Regions from separate parts of the Mus musculus genome. Here regions 1 and 3 are each linked to region 2. A link is a contact called in public promoter capture Hi-C data. All regions are on one chromosome and are shown on one strand. Each heading gives the region's core, a stretch centred on a gene start, on an enhancer-like site or on the middle of the called end of the contact. The rest is flanking DNA. Distances are from core to core; before and after follow the strand shown. Region 1 holds the start of Sh3bgr (SH3-binding domain glutamic acid-rich protein). Region 2 holds the start of Dscam (DS cell adhesion molecule). Region 3 holds the start of B230307C23Rik (RIKEN cDNA B230307C23 gene).

Region 1 (2,700 bases), core at 164-2,663, 970 kb before region 2:
TTTTTTCCTTCCGCCATATGTATATATGTGTGTGCATGTGTGTCTGAGTGTATGTGTGTGTATATATGTACATGGGTGTGTCTGTATGTCTTTGTGTATTTGTGTGTATGTCTGTATTTGTGTGTGTGAACATGTGTGTGTATATTCGTGCGTGTGCATATGTGTATTCATGTATATGTATGTATGTATATATATATATGTGTGTGTGTGTGTGTGTGTGTGTGCATGTGGCTGTGTGTATTAGTATGCCTGTGTTTTTACTGTGTGTATACATATGTATGTGTGTGCATGTGTCTGAGTGTATGTGTGTGTATTGTATTTGTGTGCATGTGTGTGTCTTTGTGTATTCATGTGTATATATGTGTGTGCATGTGATTGTGTATGTGTGTATTTGTGTGTGTGCATGTATGTATGTGCATATTTATGTGTATATGTGTGTGCATGTGTCTCTGTATGAGTGTGCATGTTTTTTTATTGTGTGCATATGTGTGCACACATGTGTGTTTATGTGTGTCTGTCTCTGTGTGTGAGTGTGTTTGTGTATTTTTTTCCTTCCGCCATAAAGTTCTAGGGTATATATGTGTGCATGTGTGTCTCTGTGTGTGTGTTGTGTGTATATGTGTGCACACATATGTGTGTCTGTGTGTCTGAGTGTGTATGTGTGATTTGCTTTTTTTCCTTTCACTATGAAGTTCTAGGGATGAAACTCAGGAAGGTGTTCGGGCTTGCAGGCCGTTATCCAGTGAGCCACCTCATGGGTCCTTGACCTTGCTTTGAAACCCATCAGCAGAGTCTGGGCTGCTAACATTTGGGCTTTTTTTTTTTTTTTTTTTTTTTACTAGTTTTGTACTCTGATTTTTTTTAAATGCAGTTCAAATCACCTGTATAAATAAGATGCTTTAGAGCTTGTTATAAACATCCCCATCTCCCAAAGCCTTTAAAATAGGGAGATTATTTCTAGATACAGTCATCGGCAGCCACCAGCTCTGAAGTGTCAGTGAAGTTTTACAGCACCCAACAGCTGGTGGAAGGAGAAAGCAGGAAACAGGCCACTCACAGAGGAATCTCCATCCTGTGACAGTTCGTTGGGTTTTTAAATAACCCTCTAGAAAACTTTAAATCAGGAAGCCGCGCTTCATTTAAGTGGCCAGTGCGGCTGTTTCAGTCTTCACAGTTCTGTGGTCTGTCCAAGGCCTGGTGAATCCAGCCTGGTTCTGGATAAGGTGACTTTTTCTGGGCTTTTCCCTAGGCTCTGGACAACTCGCTTCTTTTCCACACCCCACAGTTTCCAGAGCCCCGCCTCTTCTGCCCTAGGCACCTCTCCATGGGTCTGTGATTGGTGCGCTCCCGAGCTCTCAGCCTGGCCTTTTAGGGACTGTTGTTAGGCCTTTAAAGTGATAAGGGAAAGGGTCCAGTGGCTGCTTTTATCAGCCAATCGTTTTCCTGACATCCCAAACGGAGGGGGAAGCCCGGGATGCCTCCCCGTTGCTCTTTAGCCTCTTGGTTGGAGGGGAGGGCTGGGAGCAGAGGCTTGGATCACCGCCAGCCCTGACCTGGCACCTGCTCCCCCGGGCGTCACTGCGGGATTTGTCCAGCGACTTCCCTAGCAGGGGTGTGTTAGGGGGAGTCCTCTTTCCGACTGTCGAAATGGTTATCAAAGTGTTTGTTGCCACATCTTCTGGGTCCATAGCGGTAGGTGTCTGGGGCTCTGTGGGCTTTCTTCCTATGTGTTTTTCTGGATAACTCCTGGTTGGAGGCAGAAGGAGTGGGTATGCCCCGGCTTTTGGCCTTGAATGCTGTTTTTGTTTTTGTGTGGGAGTCAACTGCACACTGCGGTGAGCATGAGCGCCCTGCGCTTTTTTGCCTCTGTCTTCGTGATGTTGGAAAAAGTATGTGAGTGTGTAATCTGGCAGGTTGGCGTGAAAGGTGACTGGACGGGGGGAGTGTTTCATGCTCCTTTTAACCGGTGTTTTGTGCGCTGTTGGTAGTGCTGTGTAGTTTTAGCCATTTGGAATTTTTAGTGCTTTATCATTCATTCTGTAAGACGCAGGCTAAATCTTGGAGACAGATGACGGGTCAGGGAGAGATGAATCAGATCGTCCAAACGACCTCGGGGCACAATTACTCCTATATTTGAAATAGCTGGAAACATTAGAAGATAGTAGGTATGAGCTTATTATTTGTAGAAAATGATGTCACAATGACAGCAGCAAACCCATCTGAGGCCCACAGTTTTAAATGCTCTCCTATGTGAGGGCACCTAGAGTGTGAGCTAAAAGCCCAGCTCCATATGGCTTAGCTCGGATTGCTTGAGACCACCCACTCTCTGATTCCAGCCTGCATTTATGTAGACCCGCTGGTAGAAGAAATAAGAGCAATTTAGAGACTCAGTTCTAGGTCTAGGAATGAATTGTAGGAGACTGGCTTCAGGTGGACTCTAGTGTCTGTCTTGTGAAGGTTCTAGTCAGTACTTAGCAGAAATGAGGAAGGCTGTGGGAAGAAAACAGTCTATTAATTCCAAGAGTTAGAGACCAGAGAGGGGGCTGTTTCCTTTAATAGCTGTTCCGAAGGGTCTCAGGTTGCGGCTGGAATTCTGACAGTCACTCCGCAGAGATGTTTCCAGGCCCTGGCTAAGTACCAGCCCCAACCACAATTTGCTGAAGGCCACTACACCCAACCGCGGACAATCAGGAGGATCTT
Region 2 (2,700 bases), core at 91-2,590:
CCACAGGAGAGAAAGCCATTCATACATGTAAGTTCATATTTACACTGTGACAGGCAGCCTAAGGTGCAGACACACTTACTAATTGGGTCTGACTCCATCAAAAGCCATAGATTCTAAATATCAGGAAGAAAGCATCTCAAAAGGCTATACTGAGCTGCGCATGAGGGGGAAACACCATGTACAACATTCACCAATTTCACTTTTATAAGTATACAGGTGATTTTTAAAAAATTTGTCAACATTACAGATGATGTAATGCCTAGCAGTGCATATTTTTACATACACTACTGCGAGGAACATGTAGTGTCCAGGGGACGAGGGGGATGCAGACAGACGCATCTTTCCCACAGCCTTCAAGGATAAACTGTAGCAGAATTAAAGCGGAGGCTTTAAGGCTCAAGAGTGCAGAACCTGAGGGCTACTGTCTTAATTGACCCCTGCACCTGCCTACGCTCCTAACGCCATGTCCTTTTCTGGTTATGATATTCAAAGTGGCAATGATCATCTCCCTTCTCTTCTTCCCAAACCTGCCTGGCTCTGATGAGGTAGCTGTCTAGCTCTGGAGTTAGGCTTTGAGCTGGCACTTGGCTAGCTAGCTAGGTAGGCTGCTTCCAACGATTGCAGAGCGATGCCTCCCCGGCCTCCTATCAGTATCGCCTAACCTCTCCAAAGCAATGCAAATATATTTTTTAAATAAATAAATAAACGCATGCACGAACATTCCAACCCGGATAGGAAAGGAAAGGGAAAAGACTTCACCCATGCATTCAACCCCCTACACCGCACCCATCCCCCGGGCCCCTTCCCAGACAGGAATCAGCACAGACCGCAAGGCTCACCATTCGCGAAGCTCTGGAACAAGGAGAGAGCCAGTATCCACATGCCCCTGCTGCTGCCCGGCCTCCCGCGAGCCAGCGAGCCAGCGAGCGAGCCACGCGCCGGCCTCGCCCCCCGCGCTGCGCTGCGCTCCGCCGCGCCCGGCCCGGCTCCGCTTGCTGCCCGCCACCTGCCCGGGGGCCGCCCAGCCGCCCAGCCGCGCTCCCCGCTTGCTGCGCCCCCGCACACCTGCTCCCGGGCGCCGCGCCCCGCGCCGCGGACACAGCCCAGGTGCGCCGTGCGCTCGGCTCGGCTCAGCGGGCCGCGGGCAGCCAGGCGCGGGCGCACAGCCGCAGCCGCGGGCGCGAGCTCATGCCGGGCGCCCCCCGATGCGCAGCGCGGCCAGGCGGCGGCCTCCCGGGCGCCGGCCTCACCCTCCGCAGCCAGGCAGCAGGCGCGCGGCCAGGCTCATCCTGCTGCGGCGGCCTCGGGCGCCGGGTCCCCTGTGCTGCCCTTCCCTGCCTGAGCCCGGCGGGCCGCGCGCGGAGGCGAGCGGGGACCCCTCCCCTGCTCTGGCCGCTGGGGCGCTCTGCAGTCTTAAAGCAGCAGCAGAGGAGTGCGGCGGATCACGCAGTCGGCGGGACCCAGGGCTCAGAGGCTCAGAGGCTCAGAGACGCGTCCCCACACAGCCCATCGTGTGTAGCTCTGTTCTTGCAGGTTGTTAATGAGATGCGGCCGGGGGCTGACCACTCCGGAAGGGTGCCAGCTAGGCAGAGGTGACCGCGAGGCGTTAGCAGTTTTGATGCGATGTGCAGCAGGATTCGGAGTCCGTATTGACTCCCTGAAAAGTCTAGTCCATCTGCCTAGAGGGAAATGCTGCCTTGGAGTCCTCGCGGCTCCTGGGAAGAGCTCTCTGACTTCACTGGCTGATTTTTAATTATCTTTAATACATACTAGGGTGCAAACATGAGCGATTCTAATTTTGGTCTCTGAGTGGTGTATAAAAACTGATTAAAATAGCTGATAGTGCGTATTGAGTCCCAACATGCAACCCCTTTCTTGGCACAGCAGACCATGGCCTAAATGGGTCTCCAGAAAGATCTTGAAGTAATGATACTATTTCAACAAAGGCCCTTCAAAAAGCACATATCCGTATCTGGCACTTTACAAAATAATGACCCACAGAGTCAGAATGTGCCCTGATTTAAAGTCTAACATTGAATGCACACGGCCAGGACTATGGACTGGGAAAGCTTTGAGGGAAGGCAAGAGAGGACCATTTCATGGGAAATGGAGATAGTTTCGCAGACTATCAGGCATCTTCTGCCTGAACTACATGTGCACTTACAGATTAGGCACCCCTAAAACGGCTCACAGAATAGCCCAGAAAAGCAAATGTTGAGGCAGAAATAAAATGGTGCTTTACCAGGGCTGGGCACAAGATGGCCAGGCCCTGTGTTAGGAAGGGTCAGCTGAGCCCTGACGCCGCACTGGCTGCCATTGCTCTGCAGCTGTAGGTGGTCACGTGCTGCCGCCCACTCAGGCTGCGCCTCCAGCTCTGCCAGCTACACACGAACCCCAGTGTCCTCTGCCTTTGCATGCAAAGGGTGTTTCTTCACTCCCTGTTCCTCAAAGCTGTGCTCCCTGGCAGGCAGTGGGCCTGATTTCCCTCCCTGCATTCCTGTTCTTTTAGGGCACAATTCTTCAGGTACTCCAACCATCTTAAGGCTCAGCTGGGGCTTGGTAGCCAAGCACTCAAGACAAAGCTGAGGCAGACAGCTTGGAGTCAAACCACTACCTCCACTTACCAGTTCTAAGCATACGTGTGCGTCTCATGAGTGTTCCTGCCCTGGCATACAGAATGAAATCATCAGCACTTCTAAC
Region 3 (2,700 bases), core at 91-2,590, 830 kb after region 2:
GTTTATTTGGGGGTAGCTCTCTAGTGGATTCAGTGATCCCAAGGAACCAGAGAGTTCACTAGTCCCAAGGAGGTCAGAGAAGTTATGGGATGGGAGTATAAGGAGCAGAGGTGGGGAGAAGGAGCTAGCAAGGCATGCAGGGGGGAGGGAGATGGAGAGGGAAGTGGAGGGAGGAGGGGGAAGGGCAGGAGAAGGAGGAAGGAGGAGGCAGAGAGAGAGAGAGAGAGAGAGAGAGAGAGAGAGAATGAAACAGAGAGACAAAGAGTACAAACTGTCAGGATTATATAGGAAGATCTTCTGGAGACAGGAAAGCTCAGGGTACAAGGTGGGGTCTGCCAACTTTGCTATGTAACAGGTGGAGACTGAGGAGAGCTGGGAGAACCTGGAGGTTCAGCTGTAACCTTCCCAGCCTTGAGCAGGCTAAGCAGACCTTGAACATTCATCTTGACAGGCCTTATCAAGCTGGATAGAGACATGTGTCTTGGCTGCAGTTGCAGGTTCCCATGGGAACTTAGCTGTTTTGGCTGCCTGTGCTGACCTTGTTCTACAACATATTCCAGCTAAAGAAGGGGATGGGTTTTGTGGTTTTTCCCTTTATAAACGTAAAGCCTATTATTAAACTTTGAGTCTTGATCAGAATCTTTGTCTTGACTTCATTCTTCTCTCGCGTACCCCCCACCCCCATCTTTTCATTTCCAGCACCCCTTTCAGGTAAACTCAGTTCTCCCGCGGCTGCTGGATGGCTCCACCCAGCCAGCTTTGGTGTGTTAAATATATGCAGATCAGAAGCTGGTCCCGGGTCTGAATCCCAACCGCAACAAAACTATTGTTTCCCCAAATCTCTTTTTAATCGTTAATATCCTGGGCACCCTTCCGCTTGTAGGACAGATTGATAACTCCACTGCAAGTTGAGCTATGCAAGCTAACTACCTTGATTCCAGGAGGAAGGCAAACAGTCTACTGAGTGAGGAAAGCTCAGGCTGAAAAGTCAAGGACTTGCTGAGCACGGGGTCAACTGTTCACATAGGGGAGGAGCAAGCGGCTGAGCAGTGATAGGTGCAGTGGTGGTTCCTCCCTGGGGCTGTGCGGGGAGACAGAAGGGTAGGCTATTGGAGGACCGGCACAAGTATTACAGAAATGAAAATCCCTGTAGATCTGGAAAAGGTCGTCCCTGGATTTGAAGCTTGGTCTGAGAACTTCTACACTGTGTGGCTTCAGCACACTCTAACTCTAAGGGAGGTGCTCGACTCACTCAAGACTTACTGGCCAATCAGAGCCTCCAGGCAGACCTGCGTGTCAGAAGAGAAGGCGGGTTTTCCGGGTGCGGTGGTGTCGGTTTCGCTTCCTGGTTGAGTGCTTGAATGGTTCTGTGTGCCGTGCTCCGTTTCCTGCGGTTGGATGCTGTGGATTGTGCACAGGCAAGCTCCGAAGTTGCGACATGGTAAGCACAGGGTCACTGCCAACAATGGGGAGAAGCAGGGGTCTCAGCAGCGCGAGCTGGTGTGGTGGGGCTTTCACAGGACTGAATGGGAATCGGCGGCCACGTGTGAGGTCCTAGCCACTTGGGGGACCCAGCTGTAGCCTCTGAATAACTTCACTGTGGGGGCTGCATCTGTGCAGAGCATTTGGCCTGTGTGTAGAAAGATCTTTGGCATGATCCCAAACTCAGAGAGTACTAGTTTCTGCAAGTTCTGTTCTTACCATTTGCCATTAAGGTGGACAATCCATTGGAGTTAATTTTGTGGAGGTTGTAAAAGACATCTCATGTGCTGGGTAGCAATCCAATATCAAGCTGTGATGTAAAAGTGCAGGATTAATGATCTAAAGGATTTACTAAAGCTTAGGAGATAGTAAGGCACTCCAAGTAGAATTTATCTGAGGGTGGACTGCATGTAAAACATCCCACAGATAGGTAATGTGCTAACTAGGGCTGTTAGAGATTAGGTTGCTAGGATACACAAGTTAATTCACCCGGATTGTCCAGAAATTGGGCACCAAACCATAACAAAGGAAACAAACTTGATTTACTACCATCCACTAGGTTCATCTTCATATCAAAGAGCAGGCCTCTAACAGGCTGGTCTATGGGGCCTTACAGGATCACAATCTACAGTAAGGCCTGGTGTGGCATAAAGGTTCAGTTTTCTTCTTGAGAAAAGCATAGTTCTGCCACATGGGTGAGATGATGCCTAGTGACAACCATGTGAGAAGGTAAAAAAGAAAACAAAACAAAACACTGTTGTATTGAGTGCTAAGTTACACTTTCCCTGAGGTTTCCATATATGGAGAATGACATAGCTCCTCATGAAACCCAGGAACATGCTTGGCAGAGCCAGTCACAGCTTGGGGCCTAGGCCTTGGGAGCTTTCCCTGAGGCTCTGGGTATAGAGATAAAACAGAGCTTCTTCTCTAAGACCTGGAATATGCTTGGGAGAGCTGGTAATAGTCTGGGGCCAGGGCCTTTGGGAGGGGTTGCTTCAGATTCTGAGAGCACAACTCTTCCCACCGTACGGGGTTGTGGTTATCAGTCCCAAGGCCATGAGAGACTTGGTCAGAAATTTTTTCAGATACACTGAGTTTCCCCTTGTGCAGCAACTATTTGATTAGACTTCTCCTGAGTGTGTCCCATTGTATGATGCTTCTGCTGACTTCATAGTTTCTTCATCTTTCTCCTGACTTCATAGATGTCTCCCATCTCCT

Evidence for each region. Promoter capture Hi-C pulls out the DNA fragments that hold promoters and counts their contacts.
Region 1: a contact with region 2 is called in a promoter capture Hi-C map of embryonic stem cells, with 5 times the contacts expected there. The contact joins the promoter of Sh3bgr here to the promoter of Dscam in region 2. A contact is called at or near these places in 2 of 39 promoter capture datasets (embryonic stem cells and liver) and 2 of 115 datasets of contacts at active chromatin or transcription factors (astrocytes and embryonic stem cells).
Region 3: a contact with region 2 is called in a promoter capture Hi-C map of hippocampal neurons, with 2.6 times the contacts expected there. The contact joins the promoter of B230307C23Rik here to the promoter of Dscam in region 2. A contact is called at or near these places in 2 of 39 promoter capture datasets (cranial neural crest and hippocampal neurons).

Annotation. Positions count from the first base shown.
Region 1 is chr16:96,199,057-96,201,756 of GRCm38.p6, forward strand. It overlaps Sh3bgr (SH3-binding domain glutamic acid-rich protein), which reads left to right and starts at 1,414. Exons shown (of 8, transcript NM_015825.2): 1 at 1,414-1,692. The coding sequence starts at 1,648.
Region 2 is chr16:97,169,395-97,172,094 of GRCm38.p6, forward strand. Dscam (DS cell adhesion molecule) reads right to left here and starts at 1,341. Exons shown (of 33, transcript NM_031174.4): 1 at 840-1,341. The coding sequence starts at 882.
Region 3 is chr16:97,995,996-97,998,695 of GRCm38.p6, forward strand. B230307C23Rik (RIKEN cDNA B230307C23 gene) reads left to right here and starts at 1,341. Exons shown (of 4, transcript NM_001362093.2): 1 at 1,341-1,441. The coding sequence starts at 1,439. C030010L15Rik (a long non-coding RNA gene) reads right to left here. Exons shown (of 5, transcript XR_001781957.2): 3 at 1,702-1,792; 4 at 931-1,456.